Linked DNA regions of Mus musculus: region 2 is linked to region 1. Evidence: chromatin contacts called from public HiChIP or PLAC-seq data. All regions are on one chromosome and are shown on one strand. Each heading gives the region's core, a stretch centred on a gene start, on an enhancer-like site or on the middle of the called end of the contact. The rest is flanking DNA. Distances are from core to core; before and after follow the strand shown. Region 1 overlaps Bpgm (2,3-bisphosphoglycerate mutase). Region 2 overlaps Slc23a4 (solute carrier family 23 member 4).

What was found. HiChIP or PLAC-seq counts read pairs in DNA pulled down with a chosen protein or histone mark.
Region 2: an HNF4G HiChIP or PLAC-seq map of pancreatic cancer cells shows a contact between it and region 1. The contact joins two enhancer-like sites. A contact is called at or near these places in 3 of 39 promoter capture datasets (the C10 cell line, cranial neural crest and maxillary cranial neural crest) and 2 of 115 datasets of contacts at active chromatin or transcription factors (T-cell acute lymphoblastic leukemia and pancreatic cancer cells).

The regions. Positions count from the first base shown.
Region 1 is chr6:34,490,890-34,497,919 of GRCm38.p6, reverse strand. The region is part of intron 2 of Bpgm (2,3-bisphosphoglycerate mutase); the gene reads right to left. Among named protein-coding and RNA genes, the nearest start is that of Gm52898, 17 kb to the left of the region's middle. Within about 2 kb of position 2,444, at least 68 of the 459 cell types and tissues checked have an H3K27ac peak or open chromatin away from gene starts, as enhancers often do. A contact at or near this core is called in pancreatic cancer cells, where this site is marked.
Region 2 is chr6:34,962,963-34,969,992 of GRCm38.p6, reverse strand. The region is part of intron 2 of Slc23a4 (solute carrier family 23 member 4); the gene reads left to right. Among named protein-coding and RNA genes, the nearest start is that of Slc23a4, 12 kb to the left of the region's middle. Within about 2 kb of position 3,667, at least 38 of the 459 cell types and tissues checked have an H3K27ac peak or open chromatin away from gene starts, as enhancers often do. A contact at or near this core is called in pancreatic cancer cells, where this site is marked.

The DNA.
Region 1 (7,030 bases), core at 1,195-3,694:
AGTCAGGTATCACACCTCCTGCCTAGCTCAGCTTTTGATTTATTGATTTGTTTATTTATTTATTTAAATCATTAGGACTCATGTAGCCCAGGCTAACCTTAGCCTCACTTCGTAGCTGAGGATGACACAGAATCTCCGATTCTCCTCTTTCCACCACCACCACCCCCCCCCCCGCCCCCCCGGGTGCTATGAGGACGCCTGCACCACCACACCCAGTTTTATGCAGCGCTGTTGATCAAAAGGCAGGGCTTCACACATTCTAGCAGAACACCACCCCAGTCTCCAGTTCACGTTTAACCAAGTCCAAGAGCGCCTTCTTGGAAATGGCACCAGGTTCTTTCTCTCTCTCTACCTTCTTTCCATCACAGTCCCTCTGAAGCCATCTCTTCACTTTACACCTGGTGTCTTCAGCGTTTAACTATGTGGCACAGGCTTGCCTTGAACTGGAAATTTTCTACCCCAGCCTCTGGAGGGCCGAGCCTACCATAGGCAAGCATCGGAATACCTAGAGCATCTTTAATTCTCCAGTCTCTATGCAGGAGCTTCTCGAAACCCACTGCAACCACTGGAAATGGTGGAAGCATTTCAGATAAGAAAGAACGAAAGTTTAGGAGAAAACCATGTGAGTAAATTGATACCCAAAATGGAAAACTTAAATAACTTATTTTCTACGTGCAGGAGTAGCTTCCGAAAGTCAATTTGCAGGCTGGGCGTGGTGGCGCACGCCTTTAATCCCAGCCCTCAGGAGGCAGACGCAGACGGATTTCTGAGTTTGAGGCCAGCCTGGTCTACAAAGTGAGTTCCAGGACAGCCAGGGCTATACAGAGAAACCCTGTCTCGGAAAACTGAAAAAAAAAAAAAAGAAGAAGAAGAAGAAGAAGAAGAAGAAAAAAAGAAAGTCAACCTGCCGGCACTCCCTCTAAGTCATGGTAACAAACTAGAACACAGGACACTGTACTTCAACCACAATGCCCCACCCAACACCTCTGGGAGAAGCACTTGAACAAATCCTGGCTTCTGCCAGAATGAGAACTCTGCTCTGTGACTCCAGCTCTCCGGGCAGTGCCTCACCATCCTTACAAGAATATAACTGGAATCTGTGCATCTGTGAGCAGTGCTTTCGAAGGTTGCCTGCTAGGAGGCACAAAACATGGAGCTATATGGTCCGTCAGATACATTAGGTATGTCACCACTGGATCCACCAAGAATGCACTTTTTACATGGGATTGCAGGTTATAAGGAATAAAGGTTAAAGATTCCCCAGCAACAGGCTTTTGCATGAGAGCACTCCAAGGAAGGTCATATCAGATGTGCATTTTTGGGTGACATTTCTGAAAGATCAGAAGGGGCACATAGGATCCACCATAGGCAGGACCTTGTGTGTCTCACTCATTCATGTGTACTCTAGCTCCTGGGCCAAAAGCAGGACTTGAATCACTGGGCCCTGGGCATACAGTTGAACTGAGTGAATTCTAACTTTCTTGGCTTTCAAGTCTAGTCTTTATTGTTGAAGCCTTGATTAAAGACTTTTCTCATTATGAACTGAGCAAGAAACGAGGTGTGGGAGGTGCATTTAAACAGTTCTTAGCCTGGAACAAAAAAGTTGTTTATACCTAGTGCTAATCAAGCAAACTGCACAAATCTGTTCTGTGTGTTCTTTGGCTTTTCTCTAAAATGCCTACAAATCTTTTAGCAGCAGGAAATGGGGAAAAGCAGCACTCAGGGACACAGGAGGAGTTGCTACAGGACGAAAGGAAAGCCCATATTTTAGGATTAAAAACAAAAAAGCAAAAACACCACCCAGCTTCAGTGAATCTGGTGGCAGCCAACTGTGAGACCCCCACCCACCCCTCTTTGTCCCCACTGGACCTATGGGACAACGACGCTGTGTATTCTTCTATTATCAGTAAGGGCTGAAAGAAGAGACTGTCCATTACAGGTGACCATACAAGTAAATTTAATTTTAGACTTCTAAATTTTTAGTTTCACATACATACAATTAAAAGATAGCCTGGGGAAACCAAAGAAAACAGGGTATTAAATTACCCTGTAACCTGATGGCAGGGTAATAGCTGCTGCTTTAAAATTAAGCAAGAGAGAGATGAATTCACCTTTCAGTTTTAGTTAACTTTTCATTCACTATAATTTACCAAATTTATTCACTTAAATCACTTATAATTTAAATAATGTATTCAAATAATTATAATTTAATTTGTTTAGTTAAATTACAGTTAAAATCTTACGCTATTTAAGAATAAAGGCTACTATAGATTTTGTAGGCTTGCATAAAAGCTAGCTCAGCTCTACCACTAAGCAATTATTTGTCTCCCAGGAAAGAGGGCTTGAACTCCATGATTCTGAAAATATCCTACTAAATGCCAAAGGTGACAAACACCTCAGCCGCCATTGGCAGCCAGCTCTAGCTGACCTTTCCTCTCATTTCTCTCATTTCACGTCACCTTGTGTCTGACTTGCTGTGTGTGCAGCTGTGTACACTTCTCCAGGGACAGAGTCCAAGTCTTATACAAATTTCTTGCCGCCACTCTTTATCCCTGTCTTGCATCTGCCTGATCCTGTGCTTAAACCAGACTAAACAATCTACTTCCTCTGGCAAGGTACAGACCACATCCAACACTCAGTTAGGTACTCGGCTTTTCCTTCAGTGTGGACCAGCAGGAAACAAACAGGAAGCAACTATGCCAACCACAAGAAAAAGAAACACACGCCTGTCTGGAACTGTGCACAACAGGTTGCTTTTAGCTCTCCCGCGGGCATTCAAAGTTCTCTTGCAGCGTTGTGAGAAGCACAACTGTCAGGGGCGAGATCGGCTTTAACCTGGACTTACTGACAAGATTGTAGGCAATTATTTATGGTTCTGAAAACCAGTGAAGCAGTCCCTGGGGGAATTTTCTTACTGTATAGTATCCCATGCCTTGTTTGTCTTCTGAAAATATTAAGCATTCTCAGATTACACGTAAATCGATCTCTAATAGAAATACGTTACTAGGCAGGTTACAGACCAGGCTCAGCAGACAGGGAGCCTGTCAGAGATGCTGCCACGAGGCTCCTAAAGTGGTGATCCTCGGGTAAGAATGTTAGCTAACTTCCAACCAGTAACATTGTCTTCAACTGTATTGCTCACACACATTGACTCCAAGAGGTCCATAACCTACTTCTAGCCTTACTAGATGATGTTAGAAGCACACAGATGGGTATGGGTGTGTGTGCGTGTGTGTGTGTGTGTGTGTGTGTGTACAAGTGGAAAGAGCAGATGAAAGCATAAGGCTATAGAATACAGTGACAAATAAGAGGTCATCAGTCTGGGATTGAAAAGCCATCAGAAGGCTTCACAACCTGTATAAGTAACACTGGCAAGGCTAACAAAATACACGGTCAGGCTAGGGTGCAGCTCAGTGGCAGGGCACTGGTCTGGAAGGTGTGAGCTCCTTGGGTCAATCCCCAGCACCATAAAAATAAAAATACACACAAACTCTTCCAGCATCTTCGGTGTAACATCTCATGAAGCAGAACTTTGAAGGGTGGCCCTGGCCTGCTGATGGCTTAGGCACTGAAGAGAGTCGGCACCACACAGCTCCAGAAGACTGAAAAGGCCGTAACAATGCCCACTCGAGTTTTCAAGACACAGGGAGGTGTGTTCATCTAATTCCACTGTGTGTATGTGGAGAGAGCAGATGGAAGCACATGGCTATAGAATACGGTGGCAAATAGGGGTCCTGGGATTGAATCCCACTCAGACGATCACTCTGTGGAACACAAACTAAGGTCCCGATTAAGGGCACTTCACTTACTGACTACACTGAATGAAGCCGGTCTCTTCTGAGGCACCATTTTCACTACATTAACACTAAAGCACCTGCCAGCCAGCTCCGTTAAGCTTCGTCTATAAAGGTGTAGGCACCTGCAGTGACGATGCCCAAGAGCCTAGCATCCCCTGACCCCGAGTCGCCTTGCAGACATGCAGCCTGCCTCTGCCACTCAGCTCTGCTTGGACCTTGTAGCTTGGTTCGCTCCCACGTGCCACATGCGTGGGCCGAGGCGGTACGCAGCATTCTCTGCTGAGGTTTCTTCACCTAGCATGCTGTGACGGATTCATCCACGGTACTGGGGTGTGAAAAAGCTTGCTTGTTTTAACTAAAGCTTCTGTCAAGCCTCCTGATCAGTGATTGATCCCATGAAATAAAGAAATAGGATTTGGAGACAGTAAACAACAGAGTAAAACCCAATATTGAGCTACTGCTCTCCAGAGAGCTAAAGGCCACACTCAGGTTTCTACATGAAACAAGATATCTGTGCAAAATGTCTAGGACTATGCTTGGCAGGAAGCATGAGCTCCACAAACAGCCTCTTTGTACAGCTGTGCCAGGGAGTGCCACTCACAGGCCACAGTGTTACAATGGCGGCAATAACGAAAGACTCATTTCCCCCAGGGAGTGCCATTCGCGGGCCACAGTGTTACAGTGGCGGTAATAATTAAAGACTCATTTCCTTGTATTAAGTTACCTTTTTAAAAACTGGTCGACCTGCTAGGGATGCTCTTGACTCCGCTGCTTACACTGTAATGTTCTGAAGAAAGAATAAGCAAGGAAAAGAGCCATTCTTCAGGGGGAAAACTTAAAATGAAAAAACTCCTGCTTGCAATCCTGCTTAGAAGCCAAGTAAATTGGTCTTGGGGCAGAGTTGACAATTCTGACCGAAGGCTGTGGTCATCATGGCCAAGCCATCCGGGGCCTTCCTGGATTTTTTTTACACCACCCTGGGTCCTGTCTTCTAAGCACAGCCAGGATCTGACTGCAGTAATGCCGCAGTACCAAATACACGAGAAGTTTAAAAAGCATCCTAAAGTCAACACTTGCACAGCTGACATACACAGACATTGCCCCTGTAGACAGGAGGGCAGGTGAATGTTGTGAGCATATTAAAGAACAATATTATAATTCCTTAACTGGAGTCACCACTATCCCCACCTCTGAGTTAGTTCTCAAACAGTTAAAGTAGTTTTATAATTGGTAATGTGTGGTTTAAGGACAACACAGGGAAAGTTCCCCAGGTCCTTAAAAACCCCTATTTTATGGGGGACACTTTTATATAAATATGTATTCCTACAGAAAGCATGGGTTAGAATCAGATGTATCTACAACAAGAATTTTTACCTTTTTTTTTTTTTAATCAATGTAAGTTTGGCAACTTTTGTGAATACAGGAAGTATGCATTGCAAAGACTGTTAATTTTAATGAATTCTGGTTAGTCATTAAGTCTAAAGACAACCATACAGTAAAGTGACTTTGTCATTTACTGGCTGATCTGTGGTAACTCTAGAAGTAAAAGGTAATAGTAATTACATCAAGATAATTTGTATCCATCAGAAATGGGTCTTGTGAGGCAGACAACTATAGAATGTACACTAGCAATGTGGTAAATTTTCACAATAAACATACACATTGTAAGCTCTGATGCCTCTGAGAGAGGTGAGGTGTCCTCCCACCCCCTACCAAGTGGAAGAAAGTCATTCTTTTTTTTTTTTTGGAGAAAGGGTAGCTTCTAAAGCCAATGGGATATTTTATCAAATAGCACAGAAAACCCTATAAACTTAGCCTTCTCAAGATTCCACATACAAGACCACAGGCCTAAGGGTGGTGCTCCTATGTTGGTGAGTGAGTACATCTATAACAAATTTTAAAATGCTGAAATCTCATCAAATTAATAGAGATGATATAGAAGAAACACTGTCTATCCTTCAGGACACCATTTCTTCAGATTCTGGGAAGATACCCTTTAATTCTTCCTCGTGTGTTCAAAACCAAGGCTGCAATGAAGCTTGGTAACGCTACACCCCAGAGCCGTTATGCATTTGGATCGGAATTAATTTTGTTATTGTTGTACCCTCAGAAACCTTCCCGTGCTCCCAGACTTTCCACAGCCTCACCTTGTTACAGGGTCCTATGTCAGGATTCAATTGCGTATGGGTTTCTGACCCACACTTAAGAAGCTGTGCCAACACTTGGGCTTTAGACGAGCAGAGACAAGTGTTTTGAGCATTCCCAAAACAATAGGTAAGTACTCTATGAAATAAACCAACCTATTTCGCATACATAACTTCCTCATGTTAGGTAGGCAGTCCACAACCAGGAGAAGGCATGGTAACATCAAAGAACTTCATGAATCTAACAGTGGTTCCAACAGGGGCTACTCCAGGAAAAAAAAAAGTGTGGGGGGGGGGGATGTGCAAGAGCCAAAGCCAAACGCTCCCTTTACACTTTCCTCTGCTGCTGCCTGGTTACAGACTGATGTCTGTCTGTCTGCATCTTGTGCGCATTCCTCCCCTAGTGGAAAATCTCCCTCTCCCTTGCACCACACCCACCATCTCTACGCTCTAGCTCCTTCATACCTGCCTCTCTTTCCCTGCAGACATCTTCTACCCTTTGCCTTGCTCCTGACCCCAAGACTTCCTAAGGAAGTCTTTTCTTCTCATTCCAACTCCACTGCCTTAGCTCAGAATCACAAAATAAGACCATTTCCTAAAGTTATCTACAGTGATAATGACTGAAGTCATAAGATTATTTCAATTTTGTTAGCCTCTGAAAACTCACTGAATCCTATGTGGCCGACATCTAGGAAGGCATTCCAGAGTGCTGGAAGCAGTCTGTGGCCTAAGCTTGCTCCTTTCTGAGAAAGCCCTGGAAGTCCTTTTCTGTCTCAGCAGTCAAAGCTAAGCTTTTGCCTTCCTGATTATATATTCATTATCTATATACATCTGTGTTAGCATCACTTCACTATACTTGCCCTAAGCCATTCTTCGTTATAACAACATGCCCTTTTTATTTTGAATTTCACTGAATGTTATATTATTAATAAAATATAATTCACATATAAGCTATCCATTTAAGGTGTACATTTCAATAGCTTTTCAGACATGTGCAGAGTTGTGCAACCATCATTATAATCGATTTTAGAACAGTTTTGTCACCCAGGAAGCAACTCAGAATCAAGACACTCGCTGTCCTCGCAGACT
Region 2 (7,030 bases), core at 2,418-4,917, 470 kb before region 1:
GAATAATATTTTAAAAATTTTTTTAAAGTTATTTTTATCTGGCTCTTTTTCCTTTGCATTTTTAAAAAAGATTTATTTATTTATTTATTTTTATGTATATGAGTATACACTGTAGCTATACAGATGGTTGTGAGCCTTCATGTGATTGTTGGGAATTGAATTTTAGGACCTCTGCTCGCTCTGTCGATTTATTTATTATTATATATAAGTACACTGTTGCTCTCTTCAGACACACCAGCAGAGGGCATCAGATCTCATTATGGGTGGTTGTGAGAGATTTGAACTCAGGACCTTCGGGAGAGCAGTCAGTGCTCTTATTCCCTGAACCATCTTGCCAGCCCTCCCTTGCATTTTCTTAGTTGTCTGATGATCCCTGTGTATCTACTCATACTTAGAACTACTGTTCCAAGAGGCTGACCAGAGGTTTAGAACCTGAAGTGGAGCCTTGGCCTTCACTCTAGTCCAACATGCAGACATGCTCAACCACCAACTGCCAGGGCCACAATTCAAATTGCCCTTAATTGTGAGTGCTGCACTGGGGCTGGAGAAGTCTGAGTCTCAGCATCTCTATGCTTTCCGTCCCATGCTGCTGTAATATTCTGAAAAAGTTCTCATAGTCTCTTTCCTGAAGGGACAGGAGCTGGCCAGGAGAATTCTGGACTCTGGGTAGATTATGAGCAGGGGTGCTGGTGTTCTATGTGTGCACACTGACTAGAGGGCCCATGTCGGGATGGTCTCCCCTCCAGCCCCCACATCCAACTCTGCCTGCCGTCTGCCTGCCCAGAGAGCCCCGCACTTTGCTCTTTCCACACAACAGACCTCAAGTCTTCTGCCGAGACATCCAGTGGTACTCAAGAGGGGTTTAAACCTGTCATGGCTCCAGGTTTATCCCTACACTGAGGACTATCTCTGAGACTTCTCAAAATGCTGCTATTTACCTGATCCTGTGTAAGTCCTGTTTCCTGGGGGTGGCAGACCTGTTACTGTCCATCATCAAAATGTAGCACAATTGTTTCCTGCTCCATTCTCTTTATCCTTGGGACTTATGCTCCTAAAATATATTTTAATGTCAGTTTAGTGGTATCAAGAAGGGGAAATTTTGAGCCAGGCGTAGTGGTGCACACCTTTAATCCCAGCACTCGGAAGGCAGAGGCAGGCAGATTTCTGAGTTTGAGGCCAGCCTGGTCTACAAAGTGAGTTCCAGGACAGCCAGGGCTATACAGAGAAACCCTGTCTCAAAAAAAAGGGGGGGGGAATTTTAATCATAAATCCATATTTTCTTCTTTTAACTAGAGATTCAATTACATATTCTCTCTGTATATTAAGAATATTGATTTTGTCTTCATTATCATAAATATTTTGTGTACTTTTAATTTTTTTAAAGATTTATTTATTTATTATATGTAATACTGTAGCTGTCTTCAGACACTCCAGAGAAGGCATCAGATCTCATTATGGATGGTTGTGAGCCACCATGTGGTTGCTGGGATTTGAACTCAGGACCTTCAGAAGAGCAGTCAGTGCTCTTAACTGCTGAGCCATCTCACCAGCCCGTATTTTTAATTTTAATGAAGACTTTTGTACACTAAAGGGTTTATGTTTCTAGGGTTGAAAATGATCACTTCTCTCCAAAACATCAATTTTCTCAGCATTATTTATTGAATAATCACCTGTTTTTCAAGACAGTAAGACTCTGTGCACCTTAGACTTAAGTGTTTTGTTGTTGTTGTTGTTGTTGTTGTTGTTGTTGTTGTTGTTGTTATGATGAAATACATCATGCCATAATCTTCCCAGGTTTTTGTGGACATACTGCTCTTAGTAGATACATATCCATCCATAGTAATTATTTTCACTTACAGTTTATTATGTATGAGCAGGGGACGGGGAGTTGCCACAGTGGGTAAGTAGCGATCAAGAGGACAATCTGTGGCTGTCAAGTCTTCCATCCTTCCATCATGTGGGCCCAGGCGCCCAGCTCGGGCTGGCAGGCCGGCAGCTGGGGCCTCTATCTTTCCAGCCCTTAAATTCTTATGTATCCCAGGAATTCTCTTTTAGAATAGACAATACTTCTATGTCTTCAACCAGGATCTCATGGGAGACCTGAAGAAACATCTACTCATTCCTGATAGGGAACTGACTATTGACCAAAGTATGGATACAACCAAAGTCCAAATTAGCAAATGAATGTTTTATTGGGGTTACTTACAGAAATAGGGGTGAGTGTTATTTACAGGAGCAGAAATGACTCCAAGACAACTGTGTCACCAAAGCCCATGCCAGCGTGAGTGACAGTTCACCAAAGTTGGGAACCTGAAGCACAGTGCAGGCAGCTCAACAGGTCTTTGTTTCCTCCAGGCAATCCCACTGAGTCTCAGCTTCTTCCAGCAGATGGGCTTGTTTGGGAGTCTTCTTTGTAGCTTGGCTTATTTGACAATGACCCTCAGCAGTCTTTACAGTTTATATACATCTGGGAAGGGAGGGTGTGTCCTAGTGGATCTGATCAGTTTCAGGAACTCCCTGAAGCTATTTTGAGTTGTGTACTTCCTGTCTTAATGAGATTCCTTGAAATATGTCACCCCTCCTTAGAACATCCTGTTTTTCTTCCCTACAAGCATCCTTTCTTAAGTTTCCCTTCAAAATGGAAGGCTTTAATTTCAGAAGAAACTACATAAGTGTGTGTGTGTGTGTGTGTGTGTGTGTGTGTGTGTCTGTCTGTCTGTCTGTCTGTCTGTCTGTCTGTCTGTGTGGTGTATGTACATGTGTTTCCTTGACCACACATAACTCAAACAGAAACTCGAGGGAGGTGCCAGGTGTCCTCTGTCCCTCTGCTTTGTCCCTTTGTAGCAAGGTCTCTTCTTGAACCTGGAGGTGTGTTATTTCACCTAGGGTGGCAGCCAACAAGTCTTACAATGTTCCTGTCCCTGCTCACCAAACTGCAGGAGTTACAGGGTTGTGTGGGACAATCCAAGTTTTTATATGTCTGCTGGACGCCAAACTCCTCTCCTCCTACATGTGCGGCAAACATTTTTAAAGACTGAGCCATCTCTCAATCCTGTTTCTCTCTGTTTTAAAATTGATAACTTTGTTGCATCCTTTTTTTGGTTGAGTTTGTTTTTCCTCATTATGTTTTCTTTTAGAACTATTTCTAAATTATTCATCATGGACAGCTGCATTTGAATGGTTATTGTACTTTCCTTTAAATTATTCTAGCTTTTTTTTTCATTATTCCAGATTAATTTTCAAAGCATTTTGCTGAGTGAAATGGAACATTTTGGAATGCTGGTAGCATTTGCATTACCTCAAAAGATGAATCTGGGATATCTGGCAACTTTGTAATGTCAAATTCTTCTTTCAAGGGATGTATTGTATATCTGTCGCATCTATGCAAACCATCATTTGTTTTCTACTAGAGTTTTATTCTTTTAAAAGATTATCCCAAAGTCATTTAGGAGTGTTTCCTCTTCTGTATTTTGTGGCCACCTACACTGTTTCACTTGCTTCCTAAAGAAAGTCTTCACTAAGTCTTCAGACCAAGGAATCCTTTACTTTCTTGCTGTAAGATTCTGCACAGGCCAAAGTCACAGACTGTGAGTCACAGTGACATGTCAACATGGTGTTCCTTGCTCTTCCAGTCTGGAACACTTGGGTGTTGACGGCAACTTCTCGATCGCTTGAAACTTTCAGTTTCATTTTGCAAATGGGTCCTGAGCCCTGTTTGGGATGCTTAGTTGCTGTCTGTTAGCTTCCAGGTCAGAAGCTGGCAGTCTCCTGTTTTGTTTACTTCTCCTTCTACGGTAAAGTCATTGAGCTTATAGTTCCTGGGACAAAATGTTCCCTTCATCTTTTATATTTAAAAATTACACTTATTTATCAGAGGAGGTACAGCATACATCATGGACAACGCACAGGAGACAGTTATTTCCTTCCACCATGCAGGTTCCAGGGTTATAACTCAGGTATCAGGCTTGGCCACCGGTGCCCTTACTTGCTGTGTCATCTTGATTGCCCCAGGTTTCCTTTCTTCATCATGGACAGCTTCCAGTATTCTCATCTTCTCAGTGCACTTTAAACTTCTCATTAAGTGATGGAGAGTGGCTCAGAATTCTAAAAGTCTCAGCAGGATCCCTTTTTCCTTCCCTTTTTGTCTCATAAGCTGAGACTCTCAATTCTGAAGGATACAGACAGGATGGACCCTGGGCTGCTGCATCAGCATCATCTACAAGTCTCATCACAACTTCTTGGATCCTCCCATAGATATGTTGGAAGGTCAGACATCAGGTCTGGAGGTTTTAAGAGAACTGCACATAAGCTCATTAGAGATAGGGAATCAAGAGAGATTGGCGAAGTGAGGGAGGGAGGAAGATGCTGGTCTCTTGGTCTGTTTCTCATGGACATGTATCTTGCACTTGGGATAGGTCATCAGTGAGGTCACCTATGAAGTTTGGAGGATAACACTCACGTCAGATGACCAGGAACAGTCTTTATCAATGATGTAGTCACATCTGAACTTTGTTTTAAGGTGCTGCTCAAGGTGTTTACATTTTTCTGCATTCCTTCAGTAGATTAAGATGTGGAAGAGACATATTTAACATATTTAATCACTGTCTTGGTCAGGGTTTCTATTCCTGCACAAACATCATGACCAAGAAGCAAGTTGGGGAGGAAAGGGTTTATTCAGCTTACACTTCCATACTGATGTTCATCACCAAGGAAGTCAGGACTGGAACTCAAGCAGGTCAGAAAGCAGGAGCTGATGCAGAGGCCATGGAGGGATGTTCTTTACTGGCTTGCCTCCCCTGGCTTGCTCAGCCTGCTCTCTTATAGAACCCAAGACTACCAGCCCGGAGATGGTCCCACCCACAAGGGGCCTTTCCCCCTTGATTACTAATTGAGAAAATGCCTTACAGTTGGATCTCATGGAGGCATTTCCTCAACTGAAGCTCCTTTTTTCTGTGATAACTCCAGCCTGTGTCAAGTTGACACACAACTAGCCAGCACAGTCACTCTCTAGGTCACTTCAGCCTTCATTACCTTAGCTCTTCCTGTCTTTTCCCATCTTTGAGATGGGCAGAGCCTGCCCTTCCTGTTACCACAGATACTTGCTTGTATTTCATTTCCTAATACCTTCTCTCTTTGGAATGGAAATAAGGAGAAACCACTCGGACCAATGTGAGGAAGAACATCCTAGGTCTGCTGTGTGACTCACTGTCGGTGAGGTGGGGATACAGTCCAAACACCAGGGCCAGGCCCTGGGCTGACCACAGACCTGATTTGTTCCTCTTTCATGTGAATATAACAGTCATGATGACATATGTGTGTGTGCTGTACAGGCAACACACACATAATTCCCCTGCACCACTTGAAGCAAGTGTAAGTGTTAGCCCTGTTGTCTAGAAGAGGAAATTTATGTGCTGACAGTGAATGATATTGGCTCAGGACCCCCAAGACCAACTTCTCAGCACAAAGAGATTTATTTGCTCCAGAGGGACAAAGGACAGGGATAAAAGACAAAGACAAAAGGAGACAGAGGAAGAGGGAGAAGGAGAAGAGAACAAGGGAGAGGGGAAAGGGCATTTGTCCTGGGAGGGGGACAAAGGACTGACTAGATAGCAAGGAGACAGACAGGACCCATGGGAAAATGGTGGTTTATAAAGGTAAAAGGGAGAACCCTGTGGTAGGATGAACTATTTAATTTAATTTTAATTGGGCATGTTAACTGGGTGAACCAAAGGGGGCTTTTGATTGCTGGACTTCAGTACTTTAATAGCTGAACCTATTAAAGGAGAAGGAAGTGGCCAAATGATGGAGTAGACCTTGGTGGTTAGCATTAGGAATGTGATCTAATGATTTTTAGCATTCAGAGGGAATGGGAGAAGAAGGGCAAGGTTTGGCAGAGCCATGTTTTCTACGCTTGGGCTGGCCAGAGTCCCTTCAAGCACAAAGAAATGAAGTGATTCAGTTGTTTTCCATTGAATTTTGTTTGCTAAGTGTCTTGGTCTGTTTTGCTGCCATAGCAAAACACCATGGGCTGAGTGATTAAACACTTGTCAACATAGCATTTAAAGGGAATAAGAGAATTCATTCTTGAGCCAAAGAGTCAATTATCTGTTGCCCAGGAATGTTGATTCTGGTTGCTCAGAGTAACACTGTAAGGTGGGAACGTTTTTTATAGTGACTCACCCAAAGAAAGTTCTAAGTCAAGGTGTTGTCAAAAGCACTGGTGAAGATGCTGTGTAGACAGGGTCAGAAAGGCAAGGAAGTCTCTGCCATAGACTTTTGGGTTGGTGACAGTCACAAGAACGTTGGGTGAGACACACTGTATCCATACACAGTTTTTAAAGGAATCAAATATATGAATAAAGAAGTAGAGGCACTGTAGCAAGCATGATACTGTTACATTCTGAGGGACGAGGTAGCGAGAGAAAGGCAGGTGACTTTGCCTAGGAAGTTACAGAGAAGATGGTGCTTGAAGAACGGTGGGGGCTGGGAATGTAGGCCAGCTGGTAAAGTGCCTGGATGGCATTCTGGGAGCCCTAGGTTCAATCCTTCGGTGCATTCCTGCAACTCCAACAGTGAAGAATTAGAGGCAGGGGGGATCAGTAGTTCGAGGTCACCCTCTGCCACACAGTTGAGGTTGGAATGAGGAGGGGCTGCTGAGGGCAGAAGCACACTTGTATTCATGTTTTCAGCATGATGGATACCATGTCAGGATACTGGCTACTTAGGTTCACAGACCACCACCTCAGCCCCCTGTATGCCAAAGGAACTAGGGAACAGAATTTGATAGAAGAAATTTAATTTAGTTACAGTTTGGCCAACCCAGAGGAGAGGGTTTCTTCCCCATTAGACAAAGTTGTGAACATATGTCAATTTATCTGTGAGAGAGGTAAATTAAGCCCTTGGAGGGTTAGAGGCTAAAACCCAGGTTGTCTCCATTATCTGTTATAAAGACGTTTATTTTTTTATTTTTCAAATTAAGGTGAGAAAATGGTATTTTAAAGATCCTACATCCTTTAAAGTATTTGTTTTA